2 separate regions of the Rattus norvegicus genome follow, and region 2 is linked to region 1. A link is a contact called in public HiChIP or PLAC-seq data. All regions are on one chromosome and are shown on one strand. Each heading gives the region's core, a stretch centred on a gene start, on an enhancer-like site or on the middle of the called end of the contact. The rest is flanking DNA. Distances are from core to core; before and after follow the strand shown. Region 1 holds the start of Cep120 (centrosomal protein 120). Region 2 overlaps Csnk1g3 (casein kinase 1, gamma 3).

The links. HiChIP or PLAC-seq counts read pairs in DNA pulled down with a chosen protein or histone mark.
Region 2: an H3K27ac HiChIP or PLAC-seq map of oligodendrocytes shows a contact between it and region 1, with 6 times the contacts expected there. The contact joins the enhancer-like site here to the promoter of Cep120 in region 1. A contact is called at or near these places in 7 of 12 Hi-C or Micro-C datasets (Schwann cells, frontal cortex, kidney and 3 more) and 1 of 1 datasets of contacts at active chromatin or transcription factors (oligodendrocytes).

The regions. Positions count from the first base shown.
Region 1 is chr18:49,385,089-49,391,510 of GRCr8, reverse strand. It overlaps Cep120 (centrosomal protein 120), which reads left to right and starts at 3,268. Exons shown (of 21, transcript NM_001191697.1): 1 at 3,268-3,365; 2 at 3,505-3,570. The coding sequence starts at 3,522. LOC134483022 (a long non-coding RNA gene) reads right to left here and starts at 5,354. Exons shown (of 2, transcript XR_010059821.1): 1 at 5,307-5,354; 2 at 4,321-4,474.
Region 2 is chr18:49,577,564-49,583,663 of GRCr8, reverse strand. Csnk1g3 (casein kinase 1, gamma 3) reads right to left here. Exons shown (of 13, transcript NM_001393750.1): 13 at 1-1,109. The coding sequence ends at 1,055. Among named protein-coding and RNA genes, the nearest start is that of Csnk1g3, 83 kb to the right of the region's middle. Within about 2 kb of position 2,948, at least 2 of the 93 cell types and tissues checked have an H3K27ac peak or open chromatin away from gene starts, as enhancers often do.

The DNA of each region.
Region 1 (6,422 bases), core at 2,019-4,518:
CAATTTTACACATATAAACGATGTATTTGCTTTCACTCCGAACTCTTTCTCACTGCCTCCAACACCCTCCAACACATCTGCCTCCCTACCTTCCAGTCCCCTCCTTTCTTTTGTCTGTCTGTCTGTCTGTCTGTCTGTCTCTCTCCTGTAAACCACTGAGTCTAGTTAGTGTTGCCTGCTGGAATGCTGGCTGATCTTGCCTTGACCAGGTGGAAGTCCAGTGCGTGTCACTATAACTGCAGTAAGTCCAATGGCCACATCACACCAGCTGTCATGTCCTGTCACAACGCTTTACTCTTCAGCTCTCGCTCTCTTTCTCTCCTCTCTTCAGTGGTAGGCCTGAGCCTCAGAGCAGTTGTCTTTCTGATTTAGAGGCAGGGTCTCCCTCGATAGCCCAGGTTGGCCCAAAATTTACAGGAATCCCCCTGCTTCAGCCTCTTGAGTACTGATATTACAAGGGTTTATCCCTCCACACCCAGCTCTTCCAAATCCTTCTTCCAAATGGAGGCTGATTTTCTAAGCAGTTCTCAAAAGTCAGTTTTTGGTATCACATTTTTACAAACAACAGCTAGTCAATAAGTGTGTTAATTTTATTAGTCCAGGGAGCTTGGCTTAGTTTTATTAATATTATATATATTATATAACATATATATACATATATACATATAGTATATATATGGGCCTGTTTATATATACGGAGATGGTGTGAAGACAGGAAATACTAATATAATTTCTAATTTCTTCTCCCTAGAAGTTGTTGAAAATAAAGCATAAAAATACTACACATCAGGATTTATCCAGAATATGAAATAGATATAGAAAAAAGGAGCTTGCTATAAACCGATGCCCTTTCGATTGCAGAAATTTATAGAAATAGAAAGCTAGTAGGCCGGCAGGTTAGTGAATTCAGTGACTGTCAGTTTGAATTTGCACGCTTTGTATGCTCATAGTGCGATGAACCTTCCATTGTTTAACAGATACAATTTACATATGCTATAAACAGTTTTTTATGTATTCGGATGCAGTAATTGGTACTTCATAAGCCTGTAATAAAATTTCCTCTCATGGACTTAACCTAATATGTGATGCTTTATGCTAGAACCAAAGCCTCTTGTTGTTTAGACACCAAGAAGGGAATTAGATTACGGAACTGCGGACTTAGATGATGATGGAATATTACGGTCCATTTGTAGACGGCAACTTCCATGTCATTAACTGTGTGCAGTCTGTGAAAATAAAGGTACCACGCAAATGATGCTGGCAACTTTTCGGCAGCTCCAGGGAGGGGACTTTACAAACAACGACATTTAGAGAGGAGATCCTGATGCAGAGAGCTGAAACGCTACTGCAATGGCAGGGCAAGTAAAGGCACCTGCTGCCAGGTCACGCTTGGCGACCTGAGTCTGATCCCTAGGATCCCACATAGTAAGAGAGAACTGACTTCCAGAAGTTGTCCTCTGACCTGTAAGTGTGCCCCACCACACACACACACACACACACACACACACAAACACACACACACACACACACAGAGTTTGGAAACGAGAGATATATCAAAAAATTTTACTACAAGAAAAACTGTGTGTGTGTGTGTGTGTGTGTGTGTGTGTGTGTGTGTGTGTGTGTGTATTCGTGTGCTCTTGGAAGTCAGAGAGGTCGTTGCAATTCCATGGCTCTGGAATTACAGATAATTGGGAGTTGCCTGCCTGGGTGTCAGGAACTGAACTCAAGCCCTGTGGAAGAGCATCAAGTACTATTAACTTTGACACTATCTCTCCACGTCCTCCCACCCCTCATCTTACTTCATTTGATTAATGTTACAGATTTTTTTTTAGTGGTGTGACTATTTTCTGGAATGTAGTGATAATCTAATCTGGGTTTTCAGCCTTGATGGAAATCCTCAAGGAAAATAAGTGTATGTTTTAAATAAAAACTATAAATTATAGAAGGTCAGTTTTTATAGCGATTAAGTCATGAGATTATTCATGTAAAAGAATTATCATGTAAAAGTATTCATGTAAAAGTAACTAGCATTTAATATAACACCTTGGTAAAAAAAAAAAACAAAAAACAAAAAACTGCTTTTCACATAAGCCAGCTGTGATTCTTCTTACTTTTAGATATCCACCACAAAAGAGCACAGCGCTCAACAACGCACACAAAACTGAACGTCATTTTAGCTTTATATGAATACCACATTTCAGGTAAAACTCTCCGGATCCCTGAAGGGCTTTACAGGTAATCTAGCTCAGTCTCCATATCCTTTTCTTTTGGAGACAAAGAAGAGAAAGAACAGTGTAGAAGACAGCAGCAGGGCTCAGAGATCGAATTATTATTGCACTCAAAACATCTTCTAGGTTTACAGAGCAAGAAAGCAGCAGGTGTTAGCACACTTAGTCCTCTACCTCCTGAGACCTCACTTCAGCTAGTTTATTTTTTGCCGTATTATCTGTTACTTTTGACTTTCCGGGCGGAATTCTTGCAAATTTTAACGCTAACAGTGTCCACGACGGCTCCAACCGATTCGCTTTTTAGTTAGATAATCTTCAAAATCCATGTTATCTCCCCCGTCCCCCAAAGTTTGAAATCGGAAGGGGAAATGTGGGTTCACGGCACTTTCCCCTCGTTAACTTTTGGCCTTGATTTGCAAATTTACTATGTCTGCATAGAACCTACTCCTTTAAATATTCTCGCCCACGTGACAATGTGTTTTTCCTCTCTCCCCCTCTTTTTAGAGACGTTTCTAAAGTATTGCTTAATCTGGGAGAGATTACGTCAGCGCCAGCAGTTACAGTAACTACCGCATTGACGCTACTTGTTTTCATAGGACCAACAGTTGAAGTGATGAGCATGAGCGGTTCACACTCAGGCCATTATTTTTTTTCGTGACAATACGTTCGGTCTCAGATGCCTGAGAACTAGCATTAAAAACGCTATTGCTTTATTTCTCAGATTACCGCCGAGCAAAACCCTCAAAACACACTGCCCTCCTACTCATTTAAAGAGAAAAACTACACAGAACCGGGAAGCGTTTAGAGCTACGGTGCGCTTGCGCAGCCTGAGACGGGGGCGGGAGGATAGTGATGGTTCAAGTCTCCTGCCTTTCCGCATGCGACCAGCAGGCGGCGCTGCGGGCTAATGCTGTCGTGTTTTCCCAGGGCTCTTGGAAAGAGCGTCAAAGGGCGGGAGGTGAAGCCGGCTGATGGGCGTTCTATCCTCGACCGCCCTGGTCTCTATCGCCCTTTGTCCTCCAACCTCCCCCGGGCTCTCGGCCCGCGGGCCTGGTTGCTAGGCGGAAGCGGGGCGCGGCGGCGTCCGCTGCGGCTGCCCGGGCGTTTGAATAGCGGCTTAGCAGGCGGCAAAAGGTGCCGGGGCGGCGGGCTTGTTGGGGAGCAGGGCCAGGCAGCGGAGCAGCCTTCATCGAGTCGGGGCTGGGTTAGGGCCTGGGCGGCGGCCTGGGGAGCGGGGCCGGCCTGCGCCCCTCACTCGGCCTCTTTCCTGCAGACCCCGCCGCCACGACCATGGTCCCCAAGTCCGACCAGCTGCTCATCGTCGTATCCATCCTCGAAGGTGAGCGGCCTCGGGTTTTTTGCAACTGCTGCTTCCCGAACCTCAGCAGAGTAATGTGTGACCGAGGCTTTGTTAACCTTACGAACCCTGTCATCTCTGCCTTTGTGGTCCCCGAAGACTTGTTCAGTTGCATGGAGCGAGGTCTGTTAGGCAATTGATTTAAACATCTCTCCGGGGAGCGTGAGTGCTATTAGGGATAAGTGATATTTAGCGTGACTAGCCGTAGCCCCAGAGAATGTAGAAAAAACGATTTCCATCAGAAGCAGCCTGTCGATGGCTTTTATATATGAGCTAAAAGTGCCTGCAAAGCACCTTCTGTTCAGCAGTCCCCGCTAATACCATTTGTAAGAACTTTGCCATTGACTTTAATACAGGCTTTGTACCATTTCAGATGTATTGCCGAGACTGTTCCCTTCACATGTCTTGATGGCCTACCTAGGGGACTACCGTGGTTGGGGTGTTAAATGATCCTTGCATGTTTGTTGAGTGAGTTTATCGGGGACTTACTGAACGTCAGGTGCTGTGCTGGCAATGCAGATGACTCTAGGTCTGGAAGCTTAGAGAGTAAGTAAAGTGGGCAGTGGGTCATGCTGGGATGACCACCCTTTTTGGGGAATGCTTTCCTGAGGAGTTGGCAGTTATGTGGATCTTGAAGCTAATTAGGAATGGGTCAGATGACAGAGGCTTTTCAGATGGTCTGTTGAGCCGCATAAAGCACTGAAGATGTGGGAAAAAAGACATGCTTTGCTCTCAGCTTCATTCAGCAAATGTTGCTTCGATTCATCGTCGTTAGCTGAGTGGGGACCAAGTGAGGTTGTTTCGTAAACTAGAGCAGGTTGTCAGTTATGAGAGTTTAAACCACGGGTGTTGGTTCAGCCCTTCTCCCCTTGGGAGAAGTCTGATCCTGTTTGAGAAAAGGGAAAAAAGAAATACAGTGTAAAAATAGCTTCTGAGTTTTGGAATAAGAAATTGACCAGAGGCTATTAAACAATAGGGACAATAATAATTGTTTCTTTATTGCTTAAAAACACAGGATTGTGCAGGAAGTGGTAGCTCAGGCCTTTAATCCCAGCACTTGAGTGGCTGAGAGAAGGCTAATCCCTGTGAGGTCAAGGCCAACCTGGTCTACTAATGATTTGCTGCACCCCACTGAACAAACAAATAAAAAAACTCCCAAATAAACCAAACCCCACAAGACTCAAATAATCTTCTAATTGGTTGATAGAGGCTGTTAAATTTAGAACTGGGCCCTTCTCTATGGAAAAAAATGTGATTTCCTGCCTTCCTAGATACTGGGGTCTGTTTACTTGGGATAAACAAATTATGGTGTAAGACACTATATGTTAGGCTACACTATAATAACTGTGTGATGTAGACCATAAACGTGGGTTTGGCAGTAGGAGTAGTGATTGAAGTAGCTTCTTTCTTGAGCACTAGACAGACAAGGGTAGAAGAAAGTCATTTCTGGTGACCAGAGAAGCCAGAATAATTGGAGTGGAAGGAAGGCACAAGAGGAAGGTACAATATTTGGGAATATTGTACTTGGTCAGAAAGAACCAGAGTGAATCGACTTTGGAGGACCTTGGAAGCCAAGGAGGGTGTTATTCTAAGAAAAGCATTTGTGCCTATAGTCCTACTTAGAAAAATGAACTTTACTGGTGTTTGGTTTAAGAGTTATATTCAGGAAATAGAACCAGGAATCAGGGATTTTGGTTAGGTTGTTAGTACAAACACACCTAAAACTGGCATGCCGTCCTCTCCCCAGCTCTGGCAGTGTTTACATCAACCTGGGCACCTAGGATTCCTCACCATTCTCTATTCCGCCTTCCATCCCCGTCTCCCAAATGGTCGCATTACACACACGGTCTCCACTGCGTGCCTGGGTTCAAACCTTCACTGTCACCTGACCTGCAGTAATGATCTCTGTCTGTCTTCCTATCATTTCCTTCCTTTCCAGAAATAGCTGCTGCCCTGGACTACCTGGCAGTGATCTTTCTGATCCATAGATACTGTCTTCATTTTTTCAGAGTTCTACACTCTTAGCCTGTTAAGAACTCCTGCCCCCCCCCCCCTTTAGGTTTCATATGTCCCCAGGACTCTGCTCACATTGAGCTACTTGTCATTTCTTAACTACATTTCTAGAAATGTCCCTTATTAAAGGACCTGTGATAAAGACAAGGCAGCCCGGGGAGGGAAGGGTTATCACATCCTATATCCCAATTACGGATCAGCACCGGGGGAAGTCAGAGCAGGTACTGAAGCTGTCCACGGAGGGAAGCTGTCCACGGAGGGCCGATTATGCTTACTGGTTTGCTTTCCATGGCTTCCTCAGCCTGCTTTCCTTTACACTATACAGACCGCCTGCCCAGGGGTGGTATAGCCCACAACTATCATTAATCAGTAAATGACCCACAGACTTACTTACCTACAAGCCAATCAGAGGGAGGCATTTCCTCCATTGACGGCCCCTCATCCTAGATGACTCCAGCTTCCCCAAGTGGCAAAATACAACAACAACAAAAAAAACAAGAACAACTAACCAAACAAAAAATTAACCAGCACAGAGTTTAAAGAGCCTCAGGCTGACATTGTTAAGGGACGTTTTTCAGATTGATTTATTTAGTTGTGTGTCTGTGTGAGTGTATGCACATGTCCATGGCTTGAGAGACCAGATGCCAGCTTTGGTCACCTCCTCAGCCACTCTGCCTGTTCCCCCTGAAGCTGGGAGCCAACCTACCACAGTGATCCTGGTGTCTCACAGATGATGCCCTGGGAGCTGCAGTTACATCACAGGATGCCTGGCTTGCTACTCCAAACTCCAGTCCTCACGATTGCACAGCAAGCCTCTTCTA
Region 2 (6,100 bases), core at 1,699-4,198, 190 kb before region 1:
TCTCCAATCATGGACATTGTGCTCAAGACAGGGAATTCCAGAGACCTAGCCAAGCTGAATACAAGAGACTCGTGTGCACAGAGGGCAGCAGAGTGGCCCAGTGTTTATTGCTGGGAGTATGATTCTTTTCTTTAATTGAAGAACAACATAACAGGCAGCCACCACTGTATGGCACGTCCTCGGGTTTCTGCTTCTGAGAGAAATGTGGCCATGAGCAGTAAGTAGGCTCTTAAGGGGCTCCAGCCTTACACACTGAAAAGAAGTTCACATTGTCATCCTTTCCTCAGTGTGTTTTTAAACTCTAACACACATTACTTCTCCAGTACTCAGTTCTCGCCATCTATCATGTATTATCATCTGGAAGCAGAGTGACATTAAGCAAATGCTCCTGGCGCTTCTTCGTCTGCAGCTGCACCTCACACAGTGGCGCCACAGAAGCCGAGCTCATATTTCCAACACTGCCGACTTATTGACCGCCACAGTTTGCCAATCCCATAGTACTTTTTCCTCAGTACCTCTGGGCAGTGACTGTACCATGATTTCACAAAGAGAAGGCCAATATGATTCATGAATAACAGTACCATCGGTCATACTGAAATCAATGCAGATGTCACAAAACAGGAACTGTTCAAAAAAGTTGTTTTTAATATTTGGGCAACTGTTTTCTCTGCTTCAGTATCCAGTGGGAGGAAAATTCCTGTTTGATTATGCTTTTATAGAAGACATAAAGAAATCAAATTAGGTACAATTAATTGACATTTGGACACCTGTATTGTTTTCCTATGGAACTGTGTTCATCAATACACTTCATTGGTCCATTCCATTCAAGGATGGGCAAAGCACTCATGTTCTGACAAGATTTTAAAGCTTCCATAAAGTTAAATTAGGGGTGGGGGAATGAATATAAGACAACCACAAAATGAAATATGAAAGTATGACTTTTTTGTTTCAAGAGTGAGTCCTTGAAAATATATGTGGTCACTCTAGAGATGATTTTAATCACGAGACAGCATATAAACATGTAAGTAACTCCCCAGGCTCTGTCTGTGTCCAGTCACTTGTGACGTTGTATGGTTTTCCTTTTCCTTCGTTTGAAAAAGCAGCAGCACCTGCAGATGAAGGAAACATTCCGTCACTACAAACGCACCAAAGTTCCTCAAGGTCGAACTATCACAGCACTCGAGAAGGTGAGAGAATGCAACAGGCTCGTGCAGGAGAGACAGTGAACAACCAGCGAAGCGTGGGTATTAGTGACCATGGCAGTTCCCATGACAGTTCCTGTGACTATTCCTACCAGCATGCCTTCTGCGGACAGCAGGACATTCTGTGCAACACTAACGGGGCCAGTAAGTCCAAAGACTCTGCTCTAAGAACTGAAGTGCTGACTCTCCACTGACCTGCCTCATTTCCCTCAGGACAACTAAGGGTCTCGGGGGCCCTGCCTGTATAGAGCTCACCTGTATAGTTTCTCCCTTTCTTTCTCTCTAGTAGTTATGGTTCCTAAAGCCACTGTTGCAGAAGAATAATGACCTTATTACTAGGGATTTTGTTTTAGTACAAATCAGTTTAGATTCTAAAACAAAACAAAAAACCAACATCGTTCAAGTATATCCTACCATGTTTATGAAGCAGAAAGAGGAAACAGACTAAGTATAGCTAAGACTAGAACTTACTCTGCCCGTTTTTAGGACAGACTCTAAGACGGTGCGGACTGGCCTCAAGCTCACTCTGTAGCTGAGGATGACGAGGAACTCTTGAGCCATTTGCCTTTTTTAAAAAAATCATTTTAAGAGTCAAAGCCTAGTATAAGTTGTTCAATTTTGATCAAACTAATTTTATACTTAACCTTTAAAATCATAGAGCCAAGGCATGTCCATGTTAATATTCAAAAACTATGTATTGAAAACTTATTTTAAATACATAGTTTTTAAAAAACAAACTCAAACACTATTTAATCCTTGTCCTTTTTCCTAGGTTAAATGTATCTAGATATGACTTTATCTTACTGAGGTAACCGGAATAAACAGCAATGAGTGTGAGAGTGTGTATGTCTGTGAATGGCGAAATACTTAGGGGCCTAAATCAGAGCCGCTGCCGTCAAGCAAGGGCTAATACAATGCATTGTTTCAGGAGTTTAAAAAACAGCCACATTTACTTTCAACTACACGGAACTAACACTTTCTCAAGTTTCAGATGTATAAACTATCAGAAGGAGAGACGTAAAAGGAATGTGCTTGGTGGGCAGAGCCCTGAGCCAATGCTCAGAGCCACTTCAGCTGGTCAGGAAGGAGAAACAAGAACGAGGCGGCTCAAGGGCACCCTCCAAAAAGAGTTCGGGTTCAGTCTGGACTGTGTGAGACCCTGTTTCAACTGGAGGGGGATAAAATATTATTCAAGTAAATCTGGACAACACCCACAGGGTAAAAGCTAAAATGAAAAAAAAATGTTATTTAAAAGAAATAGACCAAATATTTACAATATTAAAGACTCTAGTGATATTTCAATGAAACTTCAGCGTTGTTTAATATAAAGGTCATGCTAATGGTATTAAATATTCCTATCTATTATTATGTCATTTTAAGCTCCATAGTACATTCCTTCAAACCCTTTCTAAAGAGCCACTTTAAACTATACCAGCCTTTCTGGAGGGAAATGCAGTCAGCACAGGTCTTGATAAACAGGCTGCCAGCTTGTCTATGCTGCTGTGTTCACACCGCTTTCTTTGGTTTTGCTTTTAGTTATGAAAGCGAAGCTCTTTTCATTTGTTAAATAACCTTTCTTGAATAAGGTGCCCAAGCATTTATTTGAAACTAAATACAGATTTAAAATGAATTCTAACTGCACAGGTCCTTTCAGTTCAAAAACAATGTAACTTTTAGAATAAATCCCACTAAATAGGATGACATACTGTTAAAGCAACTACCACCAGAGGGCACCATTGATGCATGTTCTATAAATGCATCTGCCCACAAAGCAGTGCATTAAAGGAGCAAAGTGAAATGCTAACCTCCTGCTAGTTGTAAAGATCAAAGTCACTTCAAAACCAGTTGATCCATAGTCTTGCTGATTAAGAAATTGTCATCTTATTATCTTGTCTAAGTACTCAATCTGAAACAGAGCTGCTCTCACGACCCTGTCATTTCTGTGCACTTACTATGTTACAATGGTTGTTTGCTGTAGTCTCCCCGACACTAACGAAGCTATGCGATAGCTCACACAGAGCTAGCCCATCAAATGAGCGAAAGTTGCTACTTGTTTAGTACACACTGAAGGATATCCTCATCCACACAACTGAATCCCACAGTAGGCTCTACTTACAACTACAGGTCTGTTCTAAAGCTGGAGTTCTTATCCACGGGGCACGAATCTACCGTGGCCGAGAGAATGAGTATCTCAGTTCCACTATGAGGCCTTTCTGGAGAAAACTGATCTGGACCGCACGCTTTAGATGTTAATCAGTGAGTCTTGGCTTTGATAGTCACATCACACCTCCAATTCACTTCACTCTCTGCCCTCATCACTGAGAAGTTCCTCTTCTCCAGCACACTTTCCTCTGTCCATCTGAAGCATGTTTCCTGACTGGATCTGAGGGTCTTCCCTATCCCTTCTACTACGATTCTCCAGCATCGCCTTTGCTGAAGACTCTGCCTGCATCCAGTCTGTGCCACCCACTGAGGACTTCAGATGCCGGCTCTCCCGCCCTGGCTTAATGAGCACGTAGAAAAGTGCCTTTTATGACAACTAAGAAGTATTTACCTTAAAATTAATACTTTATGTGAAATTCCTTTTCTTCGGATTTCTCAGTTAGGCAAGAGCTATGTATGTAACTCCTTCATGTAGCTACCTATAATCCTACGTCTTCCTCTCTACCCACTTGCAATTAATCTGTCTAAAGAGATGCAACCTTCTCACCTTTTCAAGCTGGCTTAGTTCAGAAAATTTTCACCTTGCCTATACCACTGCTTTTCACCAAAGTTTCCTCTTAAGCTGATCACACCTCTAATCCCATCAAGAAGAGGAAAGAGCTCAAGCTAGCCTGAATTCACAGTCTGAGTCTCTACTTGACAATCTGTCGTGAGTACAGCCACGCCCTCTTGCTCATCAACTTCCTCACTGGTTCTTCACTGGTTACCTACTGAGGCCACACAGCTCTTTAGTCCCTAAGCTGTTTCCATGATCCTCTTACTCCCTCTCTCAGGGAAAAGCAGGAGAGGGAGGCAACAGGGACCGAGGGGAAGCACTGATGTTCCACTCTGTGTGCATACCACAGTCTTTTATCCCTTTATAAGCCCTTTGCTCTCTTCTACAGTGGTTGTGGTGGCTGAGGTACAGCTCAGTGATAAGGCACCTGCTTTACATGTACAAAGCTCTAGATTGAACACCCCTACACAAACACACATGTACATGCACAAGCACACACAAAGCCTTACATATCTAGGACCCAAAACATCATCTAATGGTGTATGTAAGCTTTGAAATTATCTTCAATCAAAGATACAATATTTTCTCCAGTAAATATTAGAATACAATCTAGCAAAATTAGTTCTGTTCATATTCCCTAGTCTCAGAAGATATGAACAATGTGTTATAGAAATGCTAAAAATAATCTGATTAAAAGGCAAAAAAATGTATAAAGAGAGTTCTAACTGAGAGCTTTAATGAAAAGAAGTTCAGTGGGTTCTTGCAACCAACTAGAACAAAGTTTTCCTGAACTCATAGGTCACTATCTTTTTTTTTTTTTTTTTTTTTTTGGTTCTTTTTTTCGGAGCTGGGGACCAAACCCAGGGCCTTGCGCTTCCTAGGCAAGCGCTCTACCACTAAGCTAAATCCCCAACCCCCACTATCTTTTAACAACTACTTTATTTGGCTATAATTCACACGTCATAAAATGTGTCCTCATGATGTGTACAAAGCAGAGATGAGTATTCACAGAATTGTATAAACATCACCACAACCTAACTTCAGAGCCTCTTCATTCCTTAAAGGAGCCCTGCTGTCTCTCAACAGTACCCCCGTTTTCTTCTGCCACAGACAACAACTACTGTAGTTTCTGTCCTTTCCTGCCACCCTGTTCACAGTTCATGTAAGTGGAGCTATGTAATAGATGGCATTATTCTGTTCCTGTCACCTCTTTTTATGATAGAATTTGTTTCATTATGGTAAATTGCTTTAGAGAATGATTTAGTAATAATTTACTGTGGTTTCCTACTTTAATCACTGGGATCTAAAGGCCTAGTTTCCAATACATCGAGAGAGTCATCAATGATGTGAGAGATGTATCAGGAAGCTGAGAAGCAGATTAACAAGACTGTAGTAAAATATACAGTGTCAGGTTTAAATGGGGGTTGGGAAAAAAAAGGAGGTGACAAAATCCTCCAGCAGTCCCATTATGTTCTTCATTCTTGTTCTCCAAGGCTCTAGAGAAAAGCCAGAATATCTGCACACACACCCAAAGACTTCATAACTAAGTGAACCATGTCATTCTTGAAAGCCGCATGTACAAAGCATTCTCTGATTACTCTCTACAGACTGGAAGCTTTACCTTGTATATACTAAGATCTACTAATGCAACTACAGTCTCTCCTGCTAGTTTGTGAATCAGAGATGTCGAAAACCTCAGCAGTGTTAACTACTGAATGAACATATAAAGTCAGTCTCTAAAAGGATGTGAACACAGACGGCAGGTTTAACAATGCCCGTGGAGCAGTGCTGGAAGAAGTCTTGTTCTGTGAAGAGCACGAAAGGTAGCCAGTGATGAAGGACAAAGAGGTGTGGTACATTAGAGACAAACTCTGAGCCTCTCCACAGCCGCTCTTTTTCTCATTTCCCTACGGGATGGGTATTAATAGCAGCATTTTAGGGAAAGAAACAAGCCTAACAAAGTACCACCCAGAGGAGCACAAGCACACAGCTAACCCAACCGCAACGGCATGTGCAGACTTGCTACACTGCCATCTACAGAAGAACTGTCCTTAGCACTGTGTCTTACATGCACAAACATAAGCCATTACAGTTAGTTTTTCTATTTAATAACAAGCAAACTATTTTATTTAATAACTAGCAAACTAATTTTGTCTTAAATATACTAAATTTTGTCACA